Regions from separate parts of the Mus musculus genome. Here region 2 is linked to region 1. The links are chromatin contacts, called in public Hi-C maps. All regions are on one chromosome and are shown on one strand. Each heading gives the region's core, a stretch centred on a gene start, on an enhancer-like site or on the middle of the called end of the contact. The rest is flanking DNA. Distances are from core to core; before and after follow the strand shown. Region 1 holds the start of Usp20 (ubiquitin specific peptidase 20). Region 2 holds the start of Cdk9 (cyclin-dependent kinase 9 (CDC2-related kinase)).

Region 1 (4,719 bases), core at 1,170-3,669:
AGCTCCAGCAAGGCTTTGTTTTTGTTTTTTAAGGAAAAAAAAATCGTGCTAGCCTGGAAAGAGTCCCAAACCTATAATGTACTTTCCTTTCCATTGACTCTGAAGAGTCCCCTCGTAGACTGTGGCCCAGGTCCCTGAACTACTACTACTACTACTATTTCTTCTTCTTCTTCTTCTTCTTCTTCTTCTTCTTCTTCTTCTTCTTCTTCTTCTTCTTCTTCTTCTTCTTCTTCTTCCTTCTCCTCCTCCTCTTCTTCTTTTTCTCCTTCTCCTCCTCTTCCTCCTCCTCCTCCTCCTTCTTCTTTTTGGATTTTGGAGACAGGGTTTCTCTGTGTAGCCCTGGCTGTCCTGGAGCTCACTGTAGACCAGGCTGACCCCAAACTCAGAAATCCCGACTGTCTCTGCCTCCCAAGTGCTGGAATTAAAGGTGTGCGCACCACTGCCAGGCTTCTCCTTTTTTCTTATTTATTTATTTTTATTTGGTTTCTGGAGACAGGGTCTCTCTGGGTAGCCTTAGCTGTCCTGGGACTCACAGAGATCTGCCTGCCTCTGCACGTGCCATCGTTACCCAACTCAAATAAGCACTTTGGAATGCTTACCATGACGAGGCCATCCCAGATGTGACTGCTCCTTAAGCATCCATCCAGCTCCGCAGAAAGTCAGCACCCATCCCACCTGTCATGCCAGACTAATATCTGAGACCCCTCACTTTCCTGGAGGCTCCTTTCCAGAGCACTTTTACTTCCAAAAACACTACTCAGAGCGACTGCAGTCTCTGTATCCAGCACCTAGGTCAAATTTCCAGCTGCCACACTCCAAGCGGCACTTGTGTCAAACGAGAATCAACTCCGTCTGCCAGAGCCCAGGGAGTTGGTATCACCTGGCATTCTGGCTTCAAGGATGGGAATGCAGATACAAACAAGGGACAACTTGTTTGTATCAGATGTCCCTCTCTGTATCTTCAAATGAGGAATGTCTCAAAATGCTCTTGACCTTGTGACTTTCCTTGGAGGCACCAGAGAGGCCCAGTACCCTAGAGGTTAAGGGGTAAGGCATGGTTAGGCAGGGAAATTAAGAGCCACCTCTGAGCCTGTGAGAATTGTACACCCAAGTCCCTGGATTCATGCAGCAGTTCCCAAGGTGCCTCTTTTTCAGCCAACAGAGACATGGTGTCCAATGACTGCCATCGACATCTGAAGATGGTTGATCTAATCTCCAGTGGGGTCAAGACTTTTGATACTTAATGCCTCTTTGATCAAAGCTAAAAGGCTGTTTCAAGACATCCCGAGTTTTCTCTTTGTCCCAGTCTAAGGGGAATATGACAACTTCAGAAAAAAAAATGTTCTGGAAAAAAGCCAAGGCATGGCAGACATGCCCTCCCTGCTTCAGAATAGTCTTCTGGAAAAAGTGTCCATCAGCCCCTCCCCCAGCCCATAAGCTGGCACACCAGCTGCAGCAGCAGCAGGGAAGACCCACAGAGGCCCGCTGTCCCTGAAGCACACCCTGCAGCTGTGAAAGCTCTGTCCCCAACCCAGCCTCACCTCCCAGCTGCAGAACTTGAAGTACGGGTTACTTCTCTTACGCCTCGGTAGCCTCGTTTTTTGAAAGAGAGACCCAACTGCATCTACTTCGTGGGATTTGATGGAAGGCTTCTAGAAGAGACTGCTTACCCCAGTGCCTGCCACAGTTAAGTGTCGAGTAAGAAGCGCTGTGCTCCAGAGGAAACTAGTAATTAAGGAGTCCCTAAAAGTCCCATGTGAGCTATTACGCATGCACTTATCCATCTTATAAGTGTTTATAGACACCTTTAAAAACTAACTACCGTCGCAACATCTCGGGGGTGTAAGGTGCTTATGGCAGAGCGACAGTCCTCCAGGCCAAACGAGTCCTCCCAAGCTCTCAAAGAGCAGTCCCTGGCCTCTGAACGTCAGTGGTACCTCTCCTAGGGACGAATGGCTGCAGGCCAACCTGGTATGGACAGTCAGCACCGGGACTGATATTCACCCCCGGCAAGGTGATCAGCTTTTGTGAGTGAGGAATAAATGTGCACGTCCGAGCCCTGGAGCCCGAGTGGCCTCCTGCTGGCCTTCCAAGCGACGTGCGGCCTGCTCAAAAGCCAGAGCCGTGGGGGTTCGGGGCGGGCACGGGAGTCGGTGATGGGATGATAGGCGGCGGGGACCTCTTACCAGGTCCTGGCCGCCCCGCAAAGCCAGGCCTCCCCTGCTCCCAGCGGCTGGACGATGATCCCCGCTCTAGCGGCCCAGCCCCCGGCAGCAGGCAGCAGCCGTCAGAAACTCACCTGCCGTCGCAACCGCGCCGCCTGTCAGTCAAGCTAGCCCACCGCGGCGCTGCCTAGAGTCTTGTGGCTCTGCCTGCCACGCCCCGCCTCCTCACCGTCAGACGTCCAATCGGGAGAGCCTATGCCAGGAGCGGGGGCGGTGTCACAGGTCACAGCCTACTAGAGGGCGGTACCGGGCACGCCGGAGGCGTGGCCGTGCGAGTGGTGAGTGCCCAAGCATGCCGGGAGTCGGGGGAGTGGCCGTGCTGCTGGGGTTTCACCGTGTGGTTCGAAGGCCGTCCTGTTGAGCGGTGAGCATGGTTACTCGATGGGCGTGGTCGAGGGTGTGGCCACGCGGCAATACCTGCCCTTGCTTTTCGGAGTTCGGAGTGGTTGCCTGCCCTGCTGAGGCGGGGCCCTACGGGCTTGGGGTGTGGCCTGGCAAGGCGGAGGCGGGTCTGAGTGCAGCCGACGCTCTGACGACACTTCTGCGCGCCGGAAGAGAGAGGTTCCCTGGACTACGCGTCTGGTAACGCAGCGCCAAGGGTCTGGTTCCGCTATGCGGATTACTGGGAAAACATTCCGCCGGCGCCGGGCTGACTCGGAGTCGGAGGAGGATGAACAAGAATCAGAGGAGGTTCGGTACGTGTTGCTGAGACAGGCTTGGGACTGGATACCGGCCAGCGCCACGCAGAGGCTCCTAGGGATAAGGCCACATCGCGGCTGGGAGAGGTGCCCCGGGGTCGCATGGGTCTGACTGCCGATGACCACTGGATCAGGGACTCGGCAAAGGGACATGTCCTTAGAACGGAGTTTGGCTTTTGAGTTCCGCAGGTCTCAACCTGTGCGTCACTTTTTATTCCTTTTTTTCCCCCAGGCTAAAACTGGAAGAAACCCGAGAGGTGCAGAACTTGCGGAAGAGGCCAAATGGGGTGAGGTGGGTACCACGGGGGTGGTCGCGGCGTCATTGATTTCCAGCTAAAACAAAAATTTCCAGCTAGGGTCGCAGTCACAAATCCCTCCTTTGACATACAGTTCTACTGATCATAGAGGGAACTAAGGTTCTTTATAAATGTTTGTCACATGCCCTGAACCTGATGGTCTATGGGTCTGCTCCAAGTCACTAACTGTAAATTTTAGCTGGACTGATGAATTGTGATTGACAACGTGTTAAGAGATAAGAATTTGGGAAACTTAGGTTAAAAAGTATAATAAATAAACAATAGCCTGGTTTGGTGCAATCCTATCACAGGGAGTTTGAGGGCAACCTAGGCTTCATAAGAAGAATAAAGAAAAAGAAAAAAACTTGAGGTAGAGAGACAGCATTTATAATAATATTTCCATTTATTTCCCACCTATTTCTTTTTTAGTTTATCCCATGCTTTTAAAGAGTTAAATCATCATATTACTGTGAGCCTCTGACCATGGTGTGTGTTTTCCAGAAAACCTTTTTAGAAGGCTGCGTCGTGTGCATTGCCAGGGGTGTGCACTATAACTTGCTACCAGATTGACTGGGATTGTGTGCTGCCTCACACCTAGACTCCCAGACTTGAGAAACTGAAACAGTGGGATTACCATGAGTTTGGTGCCAGCCGGGCCTGCAGAGTGAAACTGGTCTCAGCATCAACAAGGCCCATCCTAGTGCCATAGCACTGTAGTCCCAGCTGTGTGGGAAGATCACAGGTTTAAGGCCTGACTGAGCAACTATGAGACCTGGGTCATAAAGTAAACAAGAAATGGTGGGGATAGCTCAGTGCTGGTGTGCTTACTCAGTCCCTGTCAAGCCTTGGCTTCAGGTTTTAGGGTCATTTTGATAAATTTTCCTCTGGCATATGTCTTCTGATACAGATCCCTTGACTGGCAGAACCTTACTCTGTGATTTCCAGAATATCAAATGGCTTTGCAGGAGCGTGCGCCAACTGCTTCATTGCCTCTCACCCGACCCCCCATTTCACCATTCACAGCGAGCAGAGCACTGGGTTCTTCTTTGGCTTTTGTAACTACTGCCCACTACTCTCTCAGTTATGTAATCCCAATTGTCTCAGTTTGCTTCCTACTGCTGTGACCAGGACCAAAACAACTTGTACCCTTCCTGATCATCCTCAGTTATTGGGGGAATCATGGCAGGGCCTGAAGCAGAGACTGGAGGACACTGCTTCCTGGCTCATTCACATCCAGCTATGTTGTACAACACAGGCCCACTTGCCCACGGGGAGGAGCACTGTCCACAGGAGCAGGTTCTCGATTGAAGTTTCTTCTTCCCAGACAATTCCAGCTTATGTCAGATCAACAAAACCCTAGCCAGCACACTGATTTCCTCCTTGTCTCTGTGTTGTTTCTCTTTCTGTGGTTTGGTTTCTTTTGCTCAGTGCGGCTGCCCTGCTGGTAGGAGAGAAGGTTCAAGAGGAGACTACTCTGGTGGTGAGTGTTGGCTCCTCTCT
Region 2 (4,719 bases), core at 1,558-4,057, 1.7 Mb before region 1:
GCTGGGATTAAATGTGTGGGCCATACCTGGCTTTATTTTTTCGTTTTTTTAGACCAGGTCTCACAGAGACTCTAAACTGGCTTTGAACTTACTCTCTAGCCCAGACAAGCCCTAGACTTTGAACTTTCCTGTTTCAGTTTCTTTAGTAGCTGGGATTCCAGTTGTCTGCCACCAGGCTTGGCTTCCGTAGCTGTTAAATGGCCATACACCAGACCCTCTTGAGGGTGTGTCATCAGCCAGCCAGTCAGCAGGTGTTGACAGAGGCTGAGTCACATGCTGGGCCTTGGTGGTTTGGGCAATCCACAGGAAGCAGGCATTATTTGCAGCCAACAAAGCGGTAGCCAAAGTGGATTCGAAAGGCTAGTCCCCCTCTCTAGTCCCCTCCTGGATTTACCAGTGGTGGAGAACCCGGACTTCAGAACTGGGCAGCCTTACAAAGCCTCCAGACCACCACTGCTTCCCTGTGGAGAGCTGAGGGCCCATGACTCTGAGGAAGTGACTGGAAGATGTCAGGGCTCTGGTTGGGGCCAGAGGTGACAACATCACAGGAAACCCTGCTAAAGCCTCTCTGCCCACAGGATGTGACTTAGGGAGGGCTCATGAGAAACAGGCACCAGCTACGGCTTAAAACTCCACATAAGCCCTGCAAAGTCCTCGGCCCTCAGTGCTACTGTTACCTGCCACACCTCCTCACCCCCCCCCCACTACTCCTCACACACACCCCCGGGGGCAGTGAGTGCCAGGTGAGATCACTCCCAAGTTTTGTCACGCTTTCATGCTGAGCCCAGATTGGGAGGGGCCTTGACATAGGAGGACTGTTGGGAGTTTATGCCAAACTTACCTGGTTCAAAGCTAGTGTGGCCACTGACTGGCAGTGTGACCATGGCCCAGTCATCTCACCTCTGAGTGTCAGGGTCGTTATGTACAGTGGAGGGAAGAGCAGTGCTCCGTGAATAACTGATAATAGAAATAACTCCTGTGCAGGGCTAAAGGGAGGACTTAGCCACATCCTGTCATCATAATTAATGCACGTACTCTCTCCTTACCCCTGGTGGCATCCCCCCACCACCACTTCTTGTTTCAGGTAAGCAGTGTATCCAGGAAGGTAGGCTCTGGGTCATATGGCTTGATCTCCTTTAAAGCCCTGGCTCTATGGAGGGTCTTGAAAAATCTTGCTGCCAGGACCCTTCTCATAGTAGGTACTCTGGGGCTCCAGGGTCCCCGAAACCAGTCCTCCTTCCAAGAATCTTCAAGCCCAGACAATGTGGGATAAACCTGGAAAGCACTGCTGGACACAGTGATACGGTGAGTTGGGAGGGATGCCTGGAGTTCAAAGGTCAGCCTAGACTACTGTGTGAGCACCAGACCAGCCACGACTTGTCTCCATCAAACAAGAGGGGGAAGCAAACGGGAAGCCTGCAGCTGACCCTGGAGAGTGGGGTGGCAACTCTGAAGACAGGAGGGATTGGGAAACTGAAACAGAAGGGAGCTTGTAGGACCACAGACCAGGAGGTAAACGCTGGAAAAATCGGCCATGATCAGCTCAGAATTTCAAGACAGTAGAGGAAGACAGAACAGACTTCAGACTCTCCTCTCTGTCTCTCTGTGTTATTGTTGTTTTTCCTGGCTGTCCTGGAACTGGCTCTGTAGACCAGGCTGGCCTGGAACTCAGAAATCCATCTGCCTCTGCCAAGTGCTGGGATTAAAGGCGTGCGCCATCAAGGCCCGGCTCACGCCCATTTCAAAAGCATCAGGAGTGCCGGCTCAATGTTAACAGTTTTGGGGATGATTGACTCTGGACAGACCAGCTTTGGCGCGGCTCTGTGAAGGAAGGTTGTAGTAGATCCATCCTGACAACACAAGATCCAAGGGTTTAGGCCTGAGCGTTGATCGCTCACCGCCCACAGTGTCGCCGCGCCCCCTGGCGGCCGTCAGTTGCCATGTCAACGGCGGGTGGCTGAGACGACGGAGGCGGCAGCGGGGGCAGTTCTCTCTTCCCCTGGCCTCAAGGCCGCTCCCACGGCACCTCCTGCCTTCGCCTCACCGGGAGCACACTCCCGGTCCTGGAAGAAGGGCCATTCTGTAGCAGCTGGCATTCGGGGGATAAACTGAGGCACGCAGGAGGGAGCCGCAGGCAGGTGTCTAGTGCGGAGCCCCACCTCCAAAGGCAGAGGAGGGGCTGCGAGCAGTGACGCGCCGAGGGCGGACGCTGGACTGGGAGCGGGAGGGCGGGAGGCGGCGGCGGCAGGTGCGGCTGCGAAGGGTGGGAGGAGGAGGGAGGGGGTGGGCGGAGGGGGAGGGGAGGCCAGGACGGGCACCTCCCCCTTTATAACGCGCCCCCTCCCGGGCTTTCGGGCCGCCTCCTCGTCTGCTCTGCCTATCTCGCCCCCTTGCCCTGCCGCCCCGGGCCGGGCTTGGCCAGGGAGCCTCCGCCCCCAGGCCTTCCCCCCACCACCACCCGCCGCCCCGCGCAGCCCGGCGGAGGCGGCGCCGTCGGAGGAGGAGGAGCAGGGCACTGCGGCTGGCCCCGGATCGGGAGCCAGAGCGGCAGCAGCTTCGGCAGCAGCACGGCCCGGGCCAATGCAGCGGGACGCACCGCCGCGAGCCCCAGCCCCAGCGCCACGGCTTCCTGCGCCCCCGATCGGGGCCGCCAACAGCGCTGGCGGCGGCGGCGGAGGCGGGGGCAGTGGCGGCGGCGGAGGCTCCTCTGCAGCTCCGGCTCCCCCTGGCCTCCCGGGAACTACAAGTCCCAGGGGGCCTGGCGGCGGGCGGAGACCGGAAGAGGCGGGCTCGGCACCTCGAGGCCGGAAGTGGCCGTGGAGGCGGAAGTGGCGCGGCCGCGGAGGGGCCTGGAGTGTGGCGGGACCGGGAGCGGCGGGAGCTGCGGCTGGGGGCGGCGGCGGCGGCGGCGGCGGAGGCGCGCTGGAGGTGGCCATGGCCAAGCAGTACGACTCGGTGGAATGCCCGTTCTGCGATGAGGTCACCAAGTACGAGAAACTTGCCAAGATCGGCCAAGGCACATTCGGGTAAGATTAGGCCGCGTGGGACCGCGAGCCCGGGACCTGCACTTTCCAGGGCCGACGTCGGGTCGCCCAGAGCCCGGGCCGAGGTGGTCCGGAAGCTTCTGTTTTCGTGGCTGTTGCCCGGTCTTGCTCGGCCGCGGCGCAGACGTTCCCGGCCCAACCGAGCCGACTGGCGGGGAGGAGCCTGGGGCCCGTGATGGGGGTTGGGTAGGGTTGCTGAGAGCCACTCCGAATGTGAGCGGCCACCTCTAGGGGAGGAGTAGGGGCTGAGTAGGAGTAAGCAGAGGCCGGGAGGAGGACGGAAGACACGCGGTGTGGAATGACCGCGTCCCGGATCCGAGGCCGCACCCCGCCCGCCGTGGGTCTGGGCTCCTGCTGCTCCCCTTCGCGCGGGGGAGGGGCACTCCCTGCGGAAATGCCTTATGGGTCCCTTGGGTCTTTCTCTGTGCCTGCAGGGAAGTCTTTAAAGCCAAGCACCGTCAGACGGGCCAGAAGGTGGCTCTGAAGAAAGTGTTGATGGAGAATGAGAAGGAGGGGGTGAGTATATGGACCACTGGGCCGACCTTCTTCTAACCTGGCTGGGTTTCCACACCGCTACTTCAAAGGGTTTTGTGCTGAGATTCGACCTAGTGTTTTTCGGTTTTCCATGGAACAAGGAATTTGGCTTTCCATTTACACTGTTGAGCTTTAGTGGCAGAGTTCTGTGGGAGCCACGGGAGGGAGCCTGTGCTTTTCCCATGGAGTGCAGGTTGACTCTAGAAAACTTTCAGCTTAGCTTGGCGTTGAATTTTGTTTTGTATGAAGAGACCATTTGTGCACAAGCCGTTTAAAAGGCCGCTGAGCTTAAGGTGATGTTCTGAAAGGTGTTGTTTCCATCAGCCTCAGCAGCATTGCCTTTGTAAGGAAAATGCTGTTTGTCTTACTTTGCGTCTATAGGGTCTTCTGTTTTCTGGCATGTCTGTGTACAGCACTATTCTCCAGTACCTGGGTACCTGAGGAAGCCAGAAAGGTGTGCCAGGTTGCCTTGGATCATTTGGGACAAAAGATCCACTGTGTGGGTGCTGGGAATTGAACCTGGGTCCTGGGGGAGGATAGCCAGTGCTGTGGTGTGTGTGTTTCCCTGAAACAGGGACTCTATGTTTTGTTTGACACAAAATCTCTCTGTAGCCCCAACTGTCCTGGAACTCACTGTTTGGTCCAGGCTGTTCTCAGACTCACAGAGGATCAACTGCCTGTGTTTCCTGACTGCTGGAAATAAAGGGCTGGACTGCCACACGTGACCATAGCCAGTTTCCTTAACCATTCAACTATCTCCATTCCCAGGAAATTTCTTGATCTTTTTGGTTTTTTTGAGACAGGGTTTCTCTGTGTAGCCCTGGCTGACCTGGAACTCACTTTGTAGACTAGGCTGGCCTTGAACTCAGAAATCCACCTGCCTCTGCCTCCCAAGTGCTGGGATTAAAGGCGTGCGCCACCACTGCCCCACAAATTTCTTGATCTTAACTCACAAGTGTTAGTGACAAAATGTTTATCCTTATTTGGGTTGTCTAAAATAAATTCCCAGTCTGGAGTAAAGGGTTGTGATTATAATCCCAGCACTTATGAGACTGGGGAAAAAAGATGGTTCATAAACAAGTTCAAGGCCACCATTATCTAGATGGCAACATTTAGCAGCTCCTTGAGATATGTGTGTGTT

Evidence for each region. Hi-C and Micro-C count contacts between places; a contact is called where the count stands out from the background.
Region 2: a contact with region 1 is called in a Hi-C map of B cells, with 6 read pairs. The contact joins the promoter of Cdk9 here to the promoter of Usp20 in region 1. A contact is called at or near these places in 1 of 39 promoter capture datasets (pre-B cells) and 2 of 484 Hi-C or Micro-C datasets (B cells and cardiomyocytes).

What each region holds. Positions count from the first base shown.
Region 1 is chr2:30,979,979-30,984,697 of GRCm38.p6, reverse strand. Usp20 (ubiquitin specific peptidase 20) reads right to left here and starts at 2,419. Exons shown (of 25, transcript NM_028846.5): 1 at 2,300-2,419. BC005624 (cDNA sequence BC005624) reads left to right here and starts at 2,757. Exons shown (of 9, transcript NM_144885.2): 1 at 2,757-2,920; 2 at 3,156-3,215; 3 at 4,648-4,699. The coding sequence starts at 2,838.
Region 2 is chr2:32,710,872-32,715,590 of GRCm38.p6, reverse strand. Cdk9 (cyclin-dependent kinase 9 (CDC2-related kinase)) reads left to right here and starts at 2,807. Exons shown (of 7, transcript NM_130860.3): 1 at 2,807-3,026; 2 at 3,479-3,560. The coding sequence starts at 2,935. Mir2861 (microRNA 2861) reads left to right here and starts at 2,703; the gene lies at 2,703-2,784. It overlaps Mir3960 (microRNA 3960), which reads left to right and starts at 2,619; the gene lies at 2,619-2,691. It overlaps Gm33457 (a long non-coding RNA gene), which reads right to left and starts at 2,281. Exons shown (of 2, transcript XR_001783272.2): 1 at 842-2,281.